Regions from separate parts of the Zea mays genome. Here regions 1 and 2 are each linked to region 3. A link is a contact called in public Hi-C data. All regions are on one chromosome and are shown on one strand. The core of a region is the stretch at or near the end of the contact, and the rest is flanking DNA. Distances in the headings are between cores, read along the strand shown.

The links. A called contact is a pair of places that touch in the nucleus more often than the background predicts.
Region 1: a Hi-C map of leaf shows a contact between it and region 3, with 5 times the contacts expected there. The contact joins the promoter of LOC103654663 here to the promoter of LOC103654662 in region 3. A contact is called at or near these places in 10 of 25 Hi-C or Micro-C datasets (ear, endosperm, leaf and 4 more).
Region 2: a Hi-C map of ear shows a contact between it and region 3, with 2.1 times the contacts expected there. The contact joins the promoter of LOC100280151 here to the promoter of LOC103654662 in region 3. A contact is called at or near these places in 2 of 25 Hi-C or Micro-C datasets (ear and leaf).

Annotation. Positions count from the first base shown.
Region 1 is chr4:224,996,935-225,001,242 of Zm-B73-REFERENCE-NAM-5.0, forward strand. LOC103654663 reads right to left here and starts at 2,569. Exons shown (of 14, transcript XM_008681502.4): 1 at 2,186-2,569; 2 at 1,171-1,280; 3 at 466-528; 4 at 195-375; 5 at 2-106. The coding sequence starts at 2,476.
Region 2 is chr4:225,228,452-225,232,627 of Zm-B73-REFERENCE-NAM-5.0, forward strand. LOC100280151 reads right to left here and starts at 1,301. Exons shown (of 18, transcript NM_001320528.1): 1 at 975-1,301.
Region 3 is chr4:224,740,209-224,744,510 of Zm-B73-REFERENCE-NAM-5.0, forward strand. LOC103654662 (polyadenylate-binding protein-interacting protein 4) reads right to left here and starts at 2,774. Exons shown (of 15, transcript XM_008681499.3): 1 at 2,486-2,774; 2 at 19-170. The coding sequence starts at 160.

The DNA of each region.
Region 1 (4,308 bases), core at 1,319-3,818, 260 kb after region 3:
CCGCCCCACCAAGTGAGTGTCCACAAAGAACAAGTTTCCTGTTTCTTTTCTGTGCAAGATTGTATAGGTCCAGTGCTGGAATTCCATTAGCACGAGCCAAGAAACCCTGTATGGTATATTAAGTTAGGCAAATCACCAAAACCTAACCACAATGGTATACACAAGATGAACTGATTCAGGATGAAGATGCATACTCGGTGCACTGCAGGTTTTGGTTTTCTTAGCTTCTTTGATGTTTCTCGGTAAGATTTCCCATGGCTTTCCTCACCCTTTTGGGTATCATTTTGTTCAGGGTCAACATCAGGAGCTAAATCATGAGCAGTATCTTCATGAAATAAGGTCCCTTGGAATATGTTCACATCAGCAATAATATCTCTGTATGAGGAAAAAACGAATAGTTGATGCAATTGTATTACTGCAAACATAATGGACATTTGAGAGTCTGAAGTTCCATCAAACTCTTACTTGTACTGCTTTGTGCCAATAAATGTAGCAAATAGGGTGTCACCAGCCTCTGCTAACAGATACCTACATAATTTCACCAGTGATTGGATTTATATAAAAAAAATACAGCAGAATCATGTGCAGATTGTCATTATTTGGACTACTTAAAATAAGGAATGGAATGGATATTGGATAATCAGCATAAATATATAGATATTGTGTAAAGATCCAACCTACAGGATTGTCCAGGAGCAGAAGTAATTTTTTAGATTGACTATTTGCTTTCCAGCAAAGATCACGCATTTAGGACATCCCATAACATAATTTGCCCCATACTCACAGTAATTACAGAAAGGACTATTTTTTGTGTCTTTATCTAAGAGCAGGCAAACCGAGTGGCAGAAGCTCCCACATGGCTGGTATCTAGAAAAGGGATAAACTGAGGGAAGCCTTTCCCCTGCAAATGCAGAGGGGTTGCTTCAAACCACTACCTGGTGACTCGGTGAGACAGCTCTCACCACTGCACCAAGTCTGCCCTTCTGTGTCTTTATCTAAGGGAGCTTAGATAAAGCAAGGATTGTACATGGTTACTTGACCTACTTGAGATTAGAGTTGCATAAAAAATAGCTCAATTGTATTTGATTGTAGTCCTTGATTACAAACTTTTTGCAAAGAACGGCCACAACAAATATTGAACCTCTAAGTGGGCTTTAGCTTTTTGGTTACCGATGTGGTACATGATCCAAGGATGGTTGAACACGCTCCAGGGACACAACATTTCCACCAAAATCAGACTTAAACTTGTTGATATATCTCATCATCTCAGAAACAGGTCTCTGCAAAAGCATACAACTATTAACAAAAACAAAGCCTTGTCCAGTTGGGAAAGGCTTTAGTTGTCACTATCCTAGCAAATATTTTTTTTCTTCTGATTGACAACGGATGTCACTTTGTAACCATACAGTGGCAAGTTATAAGTACCAAATCATATATGTCAGAACATTCAGGAAATTGCATCATGGGAGAGATGATGATCAGACATTTGTAAATGAGGACGAATGAGCGAAATAATGCAATGTGTCAGTACAATGGGAAGCTAGGCCCAGTATAGGCATTCAAGCATTTCATGCAATCCATTTGCAAGGAACTAGTTGGGCAGCATAGTGAGTCCTAGGATATTGATCAGGTAGGCTAGTCGGAAAATAGACACTAGAAATTCTTGAAACAAAATATAAAAACAACGTATCTGGAAAATCTATATGGTTTGTGACTGTTATATTAAGCTGAGACCCAGATCAATTAGATCAAGCGAGGACATCAGAAGATAAGGTGATGTTTCTTCATGGTAAAAGCATGAAATGTCACATTAATAGTATCAGACATGCAACTATACCAAGATGGTTTTTGCTCAGAAGTGTCCCAAGATGGTGTGCCTACATTTGGTGGATGGCACACTACATATCATTACAAAATACACAAACATGCAGATTTCATTATGCTTCCCCCACCAGAAGAGGCAGGAAACTCTATGTCCAGCAACTAATAAACATTCTAGTTTCCAAAAAAAAACTTTCGTACAACATAACCATAACAGCTAATGCTTACTTTTACCGCATGCACCATTCGGACAAATCTCCAGCCGAAAATGGCTGCACAGATCTATCTAGCGATCCGTCAATCGTGATCGGTAAGGTACAGGACGAGCCGGGCAACGAAATTTAGGAGATGCCAACGCACGGACCTTGTAGACGCACTCGGCGAGTACCATGGCGCAGAGCAACTCCTGGAGCTCGGCTACGGTGTCGACGCGGACAGCGCGGCAGAGCTCGCGGAGCTGTCTGCTACGACGTTCGTACTCCTCCCGGAACATGCGTTCCCGCTGGCGTCTGCGGTCCCCGGGCCACGGCCAGGCGGGCCGCGGCGGGGGCCAGGGCCACCGCGGCGCCTGCGGCAGCGCCGCCGCCCAGGGCTGCAGCCGCGCCGCCTGGTCCCGCACCCAACTCTCCACGCGGCTCGCCAGAGCGGCCGCCATTGGCGTGGGGTGAGGACGTGAGGTCGGGGTTGGCGATCTGTTGCGGCAAGAGGGGACGGAGGGGACGGAGGACGGAGGGGAAGCGTGTGGGATATGCCCGGTATATTTTGCGGCTCAAGTAGATCCGAAGTCCGAGTGTTAATGTTAATTGGAGACATGTCGGTTTGGTACGCAATCTAGGAAAGCTTCACTCACATATAATATATAAGGATATGTTTGGAAGTGAATTATTTTCTTAGTTTTGTAGAATAATGTAGTATTTGAGATATTGTGTTATTTTTTTCTAGTACAGTGTTTGGTAGACTCTTCAAAATTTCTGTTTTCAAAATTGCAGTTTTCGCTATGCTGTATTTTTTCACAGTTTTGGAAAGTTAGCTTTAGACCAAAATTTTCAATATTATGGTAAAAAAATTGTGGATATGTCTTGGCATTTTAAAATTGTAGTATTTCAAAACTAAAGTTTTTAAATACTTTATTTCTAAACAGGGCCTAATTAGGTCACTAGCAAAGTAATCGTACGTTACTACGATTTCTATTTATACTTAAATATTGTATAAAGTACAAAACACAAAGGTATATATATTTTGTGGGCTAGATAGGTGATAATGTGATTTTAGAGAATTTCTATTTGTATATAATTTTATATTTTTACCAATTAAATGTTTAAATGTGGATTCTTCTGAGTCAGGGGACGGCGAATTGATTACAAAAAAGATAAGGAGCTTTTTAAAAAGTGACGACGGTGAAACCGTGGAACCAAAAATAATTGATGATTTAATATAGTAGAGATTCTCCATGGGTAATTTTATCGCACTGTTTACAAGACTATTATGTTAATATTTATCTAGAAAACAGCTTATCTAGAGTTTTATCCTCATGAAACTCTCTAATCTCCCATAAAACTCTCTCGTATCTCTCATTAAATTGTATATCATGTCATCCTGTTTGTTTAGGTGATATGTCATTTGTTTGTTTAGGTGACATGTCATTTAATGAGAACGAAACTCCAACCGAGAATGCCTTAATCATAATTTCATGGCACTTTTTTCAAGATTATCATGTCAACATTTGTATAAGAAACGATTTTTCATCTCCATGAAACTCTCCTATATTTCCCCATTAAATTACATGTCATGTATCCTATTTGTTCGTATAGTATGTTATTTAATAAGAATGACACTCTGATGAAATTGCCACTGAAAATGGCCTTAGTGAAGATCGCTTAGTTCACAGTAATAGACAAAGATCGTTCAGTTATTATAGTGATTGATTGAGCAATCTTTAGTAATTATACTCTGGTGAAGCTTTATCTAAAGTGACGAATAATATATATATATACGCACTAGTACAATACTCGTGCGTTACGACAGCGACAATATCTCCACGACTCCCTTATCCATCTTTCCAGCAAGCCCAACTCGCCTCACCTGCTAAGCTCTATTCCCAGCTTTCCTTCCATTTGCCTCCCCCAACCAAGCAAAGCCAACCCACCACCCCAGCAAACTAGGAATTGCCATTGATAAAATCCAAGCATCGTCACATCAGCGAGTTACTTTATATATATATATATATATATATATATATATATATATATATATATATATATATATATATATATATATATATATATATATATATATATAAGTCCTGTGCTTCCAATAACTAGAGGAAGCCCAGACCAGACAGTACAATCCGGTCGAGCCGGACCAGGTCCAGACGTCTATAAAAAAAATATGGAGTGTTAGGGTTCAGTACGAACCATTCGATGACAACAACAGGGGTTTTGTACGAAGGATACAAGAATATGAAGTTAAGGAGGCGCTAAAAAGGAT
Region 2 (4,176 bases), core at 51-2,550, 490 kb after region 3:
TGGTACAATGAAAAATGATATCACATCAAACCAAACGCGCATGATATTAGCATTTAAAAGATACGTGAATACTCTACTAACTATACACTTAAATCTGATAAAATATGTGAAGATCTTGTTCATAATCAAAGGACTAGTGCAATCTGCATTAATTTCGAACAAATTAATGAGTAAATAATAAAACAGGAAGTCACATATTTATAGTAGTGGTTTTCCGTAACATACTACTTGGAAGCAAACCAGAAACATCATGATTTTGTTGTGATTGTGGGCAATGGTGCAGGATTATTCATTTTATTATCAGAAGCTGTCCTGACGAGGCATGCCACAGACCCTCTATCATCTTGGGTAATGCAGCTTGCATAAATGTCCCGGATTCAAAATTAAGCTCAAAAATAAACTGTGACAAGCATGGCACAACCAAGGCTCCTGTCCCAAGCTAAACTTACACAAAAATCATTGTAAATAGTACACAGTGCCCATGTTCTATTAAGACTAAACTCTTCAAACGTCAAAAGCGGCAGCCACATGCACCATCAGTACTCCAAATCCAAACAACATAGACATGGCGACACTCTTTCACGCAACTAGAAGAGCGATTCATCAGAAGAAGAAGAAATGCCTAGACAACAGCACGGCGGAGCTGCATTCGATCGGAAACCCAAAAGTCTTCGCACGTCTCTAAACCTTACCTGACGCCTCCCCTGTTCTCACGCGCCTCTGCGGAGTGTTGGGAAACCGATCCCAAAATAGACCCCCAGGCGGACCAAAAAAAAAAGCGATTCGCCCACCCAAAAACGCCTCCCGGACGAATCCAAAGACCCAGAGAGAGAGAGAAGGAAAAAAAGGAAAAACAGGAGCGAGCTCCTCAGGTGAAATTACCCGCGAGGCTCTCCACAACACGACCCACATTTCGGCACGCAGGAGAGCGGAACGCGAACGCAGAACAGCCACATACCCCTCCAGAAGCTCACCTCGCCGGCGGAGCAGATCGGGCGCTCCCTTCGAGTCCCGTGGTCCCCCCAACTTCGAAGAACCCGATGCAGTGGACAGCCCCGGACCAGTGCCTCCTCTTCGATCCTCCCGCTGGGCTCCTCGGCCGGAAAACTTCCGGCCCCTCCGCCCCCTCCTCTTCCTCCCGCACCGCCCGCCGGAGCCGCGCGGAGCAGCGAAGGAAAAGCGGCGCAAGAAGAGAGAGAGAGGAGAGAGAGGGAGGGAGAAGGCTGGGTCGCTGCGACTCTCCTTGGGGTGAGAGAGACACCAGTCTAGTAGTAGAGTGAGAAAAGAGGAGTGGGTACGACGAGCTGTAGAAGCCTCTCACTGCTGCGTAGGCCCCCTCCAGTGGTAGCCTTGCCCCTGTGAATGATCTCCCCTGGCGCGCCGCGCGTGCGATGCGAATGCGATGGGTTTCACCGCCAGCCAGGGCGATGCCACGGCCAGGCGGCAGCCCCGGCACGTGTTTTTACCTCGCGCCGAGGCGGGGCCCACACAGGCAGAAGCTGGAACCGCGTGCGGTTGAGTACGGGGCGGGCCGCGGGCGACACCACTACCTGTCGCCTCGCGCGTGCCTTTTATTCGCCTGCCCGATTCGCCCCTCGCGGCCGTTAAAGGCCTTCCGCTTCTGCGGCCGCATCGCGGATGCCAGGAAGTGATGGCGCGCCTCGCGCGGATCGGACGGCTGGACTAGGAACAGCCATGCAGCGCCGCGACCCGTACGTACACACGTCCGCAGATCTGGCACTGGCACACCGGCCGCCACGAAACCTAACGTGCACATCGGATCAAGGGGGCAGGAGCTAACCTGTGTTGGATCGCCGGCCCCGACGCGGCGGTGACGGAAGCGTGGAACAGTCGTTATATTGGCACGGGGCTCTCGCCGGCCGCCGGCGAGGTTTTTGGGGTGTAGCGAGTGACGAGACGGCGGGCGAGGGGATGGAAGGAGAGAGCTGCGGGTGCACAAGTGGTATAAGATCGCGACGCCAGTTGCCCAGACCCGCCAAGGCGAAGTGTGACTGTGTGTGAGTAAAAGCAGCCTATTTTTGCTTTCCCGTCCTGCGATTCTTCGGCTAGACTGACGTGTCCTCCCGTTCCTTTCCTAAGGTTATTCTCCTTGGATATTTTTATTCTCGTTAAACAACATGCCACATAATTAATTAAGATAATATAGCATGTAATTTAACGAAGAGAGATGTGAGAGAGTTTCGTAAGAGATGAGAAAGTTTAAACTCTGGATACAATGTTTCCAAGATAAATATTAACATGGCAGCTTTCAAAACAGTGTAACAAAATGATCACTGAGAATGGCCTAAAGGCAAATGGTACAGATCCGTGAAATAAAAAAAATAACATGACGTAACTTAAACAGACAAAACTGGTTTTAGCCGGAGAATATCAGCTTATTATTTTTTAAGTAGCTGAAAATTCGGTTTTCTATAAACTAAAGCATAAACTTGTGTGTTTGGAACCACTCTAATTTCTATAAACCAGTTTCTTAAAAGCTAGGTGGCTCTTCATCAAACAGGCAAGGGAGGGATTTGGTTTCGTAGAATCCATGGGCGGAGGGATTTGGTTTCGTAGAATCCATGGGCGGTTTTATCATAGGTACGTCAATGCCGTGGGTACGCAAGGAAAAGATAGAGCAGAGATAGGATACAATGTAGCGATAGACTTATAGCTTCGATTGGTGGGCCCGTCGCTTCCAATGTGCTATATTCGACTCAATGAGATTCCCATTCTATATATTTCGGTGCAGAACGGTTAGATAGCTAATATCTAAAAAAGACTATATTGCCCATTTTTATCATCATAGCTTATGAATAAGCGTGTTTTTTTGTTTTCATTGAGTCAAATATTTTTAACTTTAACCAAATATATGTGAAAATATCGATATTTATAGAAAATAATTAGATTTATTAGATAAATTGTTGAGTTTATTATTTTTATAATAAACTTATTTCGAGATATAAATAATATCAAGTAAATATAGTTAAACTTTAAGAAACGTTTATTCAGAAATAGAAAAGGTAAAATATGCCAAAACATGCACATTTATGTAGTATAAACTAGGTAATATGTGGATACTCCTGCTTACAACGAAACAGAGACTTAGAATGTCCAAACCTAATGAACATAGCAAAGTTTAGTTTTTATGACAACTGCACACATTTATTTTAGTTAATAATGCTTATCATGTTTCTCTTACTGATGACAAGCCACACATCCTGCTTCAACAACCCCATAACAATGCATCTAGACATGGGTGTTAACACAGTTCCTCTCATGTCCTCGATAACATGGTCTACCTCTAACTGCATTGAACATTGAATGTTGCGAAGTCATTTAATACAGTGGTACCTTCAATGTGATCGCAAGTCAGGGCACTCTCTACTCACCTCAAACGCCTTCACCATTTTGTTGTGTCGCCCATGTCTATCACTTCGCTGGCCATATATGGTACTCACTATCTTGCATTGCTCGACATCTTGTTTGAGCAATCCATCGCATGAGGAAGCCTGGTACTCTTGTTTCGGCAAACACGTGTGTTGCCTCTACCTCCTTGGATGACGTATTATATAATATGCATGCACCTGTCATCATGCCATCCCTACCAACACTCTCTGCGTCAAGTACACGCACTTTGTCACACAAAGAAGTCCACAACCACCACTCTGACCATTGTGTTGACCACCTCTAACCTGTTGATCACCTATCCAAGGAGGCACTCGTGTTTGCTGCCACGACTTTCTCCTCATGTTGTCTGCCCAATTCTACTCAAGTCTATTTGCACGCTCATTTCTCGCGCCCTTATCAAAGTAGCCACGTAGGAGTGCGTAGATGGAGCTTTGATAGTAGAGCTATTTAGAATGTGATCTATAAAATAATTGGCTATGGGGTGCAAACAACTAGATGGGCCCATATATCATAGAAAATGTGTTAAGCAACATATTGAAGAATATTCTTAATTTTAATACTAAGTGTAGATATAGATTAACACTACTAGATCCTAACACATTTTGATATTAAAACTCCTCTCAGCAAAATTGGCTACCAACATGAAAAAACTTGATGATGAATGCAACCATTATAGCAACACCATCCTCAAAATAACCAATTAGGTGTTGAGTTGCCTATGATAATTGAGATGTAAGGTGGACATCAAAGTTCGGTGTAGCTACA
Region 3 (4,302 bases), core at 1,524-4,023:
ATAAGATGTGATGTTTACCTGAATTGGTAAAACCGCCAGATGATGACCTCACGATTTTACTTTCATGCCTTCCACTACCCACCCTATCCAGCTTTAGATGGGGGAATCCATTCACAGAACCCCTACTAGGAGGGGCAATTTGCTGTTGATGACTCATCATTCCTAATTTCCTATAATGGAACCCAGAAATAACGCTGGGTCAAGTATAAGTAAGAAAGCTATCAAATGAATTGCACTGGTTACTTGTGACAAACTGTTAGAGAACAAATACTTAAAAAGCTGAGTAGCTCATCATCATACCATGACATTAAGGTCACAATTATCTTAAACACATGGAGCACTATGTAAATGGATGTATAATATTGCAAATACATATAAAGACCCAAGTACATTGTTGGCAAATACCAGTATAACACAGAACATATATATATATATATATATATATATATATATATATATATATATATATATATATATATATATATATAATACACACATACATATATATATATATATATGAAGATCTGCATACATTGATATCTAATATTGGAGTTGTATCTAAAGATTCTGATGCCCTGCATAAAATGTCTGTCACTAAGGCATATGCCACATATCTAGATCAGAATTTGTATTATATCAACCAAATAAAGTCATAAAGTAGAAAAATGTTGCAAAAAGTGCTACTTGACATTTGTATTGCACACAATTTGCACAGGTTTTGCCATGACGAGTGAACAAAGGTATAACTAGGTAGCTATGTAGCACAGATACTCCACCTTGAGGCTGTATCCCATATCTGACATGTATCCGATACAGATACACCTCAGATACTTCACGGAGGCGTTTCCCTCCCGTATCCACGTTTTTCTTTCTTCCTATTCATGCACAATACAGCTCTGGATACATACTGGACCAAATTGGATACGGCCCAGCCCAATACACAGCCCAAGAAGGATGAAAACCCTATCCCCACCTGGCCACCCCCACCCGACCACGTCTATCTCGCAAAGCTGCCTAGCATGTGCGTGTCATTGTGTGTGTGTAGTTTTCGCTCAGAAATGAACTAATGCAAGCTTGAAGTACCGTTCAAGCAAAACGTGCTGTGAGAAAGAAAATTTATGCACGGTAACATATGAACAGATGCATTTGCACGAGTTCCTTTCATGTAGAAATCATTATGGTAGTACATAAACTGATCCATTCACAAGGAGTGTAATCAGTAGCAGAGCGCAACCAAGAAACAAGGTACGGCTGGACAGAGAGGAGAGGATGGCCGTTGCCTGGACCACTGCTGGTTGGGGAGGGAGGAACGCTGAGGGCCGCCGCACGGACACGACGCGCAAGAGCGCATACACTGAGGAGGACCGCCGCGCGAGTGCGAGGACGCCGAGGAGGGCTGCGGTCTGAGGCCGGCAGCCGCACGGCGCAGTTGCGCACACCATACATGGGAGCTGGAGACTGGAGGGTGGAGCGCTGCGCCAGAGCGGACGAGCCGCAAATGGAGAAGCAGGCTAGGAGAAGCTGGAGAGGGGAGCTGGAACAGTGGCTGTTGGCAGCAGAGAAGCGGGCTGCGGGAGTACGTGGTGCGGCGTGCAGGAGACTAGGTGAGGTTGAGAGAGACAACGAAGAAGAAGACAGGCGGGCCAAAGTATGGCGTGAGCCATAGCACGCCATACAGGGCGCTCCGCCGTTGAGTGTAATCACGGAATGTTTGTGTAAGATGTTGAAAACAACCGAATCATATGAGACTACATAAAATTATGTAAGACTAAGGGGGTGTTTGTTTGGGATTATAATCTGTCCAGATTATATAATCCAACATATTTTGAAGGGAAATTTGGATCCATACCATTAAAAGATCACCACTTTGGATCCATACCATTACTATCTCACTTACATGTGGGTCCACATGAGTCAATGACATGTGGGGTCCATGGTATATATCTAAAGTTTGGATCTTTTAATGGTATAGATCCAATTGTTCCTATTTTGAAAGTTCAAAATATGTTGGACTTTCAAAATATGTTGGATTATATAATCTGGGCAGATTATAATCCCAAACAAACACCCCCTAAGACCATACCCATCATCTTATTGGACTTGCCAAATGCAACATCTGGCAACTAGATACTACCTTATTGCTAAGTATAATAAAATAGCATTAGCTACATACATCAGGTAGCGCTGGCCAAGGCCAAGTCATGATAGATGCTACTTGGATAAGCTAAATAACCAGCCAAAACAAAGATAGAAAACTACATTACAATAAGCGCACAGCTACCAGAAGAACATGATATAAGCGCATGGAACCAAAATCACGGCAGCGGGCCCAAAACAAAATTCGGGCAGAGGAACTGCTCGTCTGCTCCCATCCTTTCGAGCGGGCGAAAGGGTGCGGATGGACGCACCGCCCGTCCCGAATCCTGATCCAACAGAAGGAGCAGAAAAGAGGAGAGAGGCCCCCGCACGAGGGACGGTCAACTACCTGCTTCGTTGGAACCCTAGGGTTCCGGTGCCGGCCGGATCGCCGCCGGGAACGGGAGTACGAGTCGAGTTGGCGAGGGCCTCCGGTAGCGAGCTGACACGTTAATCAAGTGTGGGTACGGGCGAGGGGAGGGAGACGCGGCCGCAGGAACCCCGGCCTTGACGACGAAGGCGCGGGGGTGGGGGCGGGGGCGGTGGCGGCGGGAGGTGGGGTTGGATCGTTGCAACAGCCGCGGTCGGGGAGGCGGAAGGAAGTCCAAACTCCAAACGAATCGGGGCAGCCTGTGCGTGCGATGCGACGGCGTGAGGTGAGGTGTTAGTTTCCGTTGCCGGGTTCGGGCTTCCGCGGGTGCGTCACGCGGGCAGCCTGCCGGGATGTGCAAAATACCCTATATCTAAATCCCGAATCTGAATTACTCGAATCCAAAAAATCCTATCATAATTTTAGGTAATAATTATATAAACTCGAATTTAGTTTAGCTAGTTTAGGTAATGTTACCCGGTACTCGCGGAATTACCCAAAATACACAGACATGAAGTGGTTTGATACAATATAAATATTTTATTTGGAACAAATTAATAGATATTTAGGCTAACTTAATAATAGATTTGTTGTAAAATAATATGAAGAGCTTTTTTTATATTTCAGATTATTCGGTTTGTTCGGGTTTTAAAGGTTGGAACCGAACCCGACTCATACCTTAAAATATAGCACATATAGGAACCGAACCTAAACTCGAAAACTTGTTCGGGTTTGGTTCGGGTTTCGGTTTAAGGGCATGTTTGGTGCGTGGCCTAAGCCGCCACGGCGCGCTATAGTTTTACCGCGCAGGTGTGGCGGCCGATTCGGCCGCCGTGGCTTAGGCGCGCCGCGATGCCGGATGCGCCACACCAAACTGGCCCTAAAAACCAAACACGGCCTTAGGGGATGGGGATGGTGAAGTTTCTTTACCTATGGGATGTAAACGGGAAAACTCTTTCCCCAACTAGTAAACGGGGACAGGGACAGAGAAGCATTTCCCCATCCTGTTCTTCGCGGGGACTCGTTAAACTTTCATGCGATAATGTTTTCGTGTACTAGTTAATGATAAAAATAAATAATTATTTTGTCAAGTGATCACATATTGTACAAATGTGTCATTTTGATGTACGCATAATGATTTCTTATATCTGACAATGTGTATAAGTGACAATATTTTGCATTAATAATAAAGACGTATGTCCTAATTATAATTTAAGTGGAGACGAAGATCCCCGCGGGAGATTTATCCCTGTGGGAAATGTGGATGGGGAAAAAATGTCCCCCGCAAACGTTTGTGGGGATCCCTGCGGAAAAAAATCGTCGCGGGGATGGGGAGGGGAGGTATTCCTCGGGCGGGAATTCCTCATAGCCTCGTGCGTCTATCTCAAGTGATAGCCGGGTTTGTGACTTGACCATGGCTAGATGTTGGGTAGGTGCCACTGTGCTCTAGACACGAATTCTCCTCCCTTCTTTTCTCCTGTATAAGAGCAACTCGAGGAAATGAAGAGACCCAATCTAATGATTTTTATTTTTTAGGGTGTTGAGCACCATTTGTGGCACTAGGCACAACTGAATGGTCTAGCTCTATGGCCGAACGGTCCGCTCCTAGGCGTGGACGCTCCGTGATTAAATCAGAACAGGCGTGATTAACACCTTTTCCGCGCGTGTTTATTTCTCTAATCTCGCGGATTCTATTGACAAATGATTAAGAACGGGTCCAAATCTCCCCCCATATATGAAGGGGTACGCCCGATTGAGCACATCAACAATCAAATCAAAATCAATATATCTTCTGT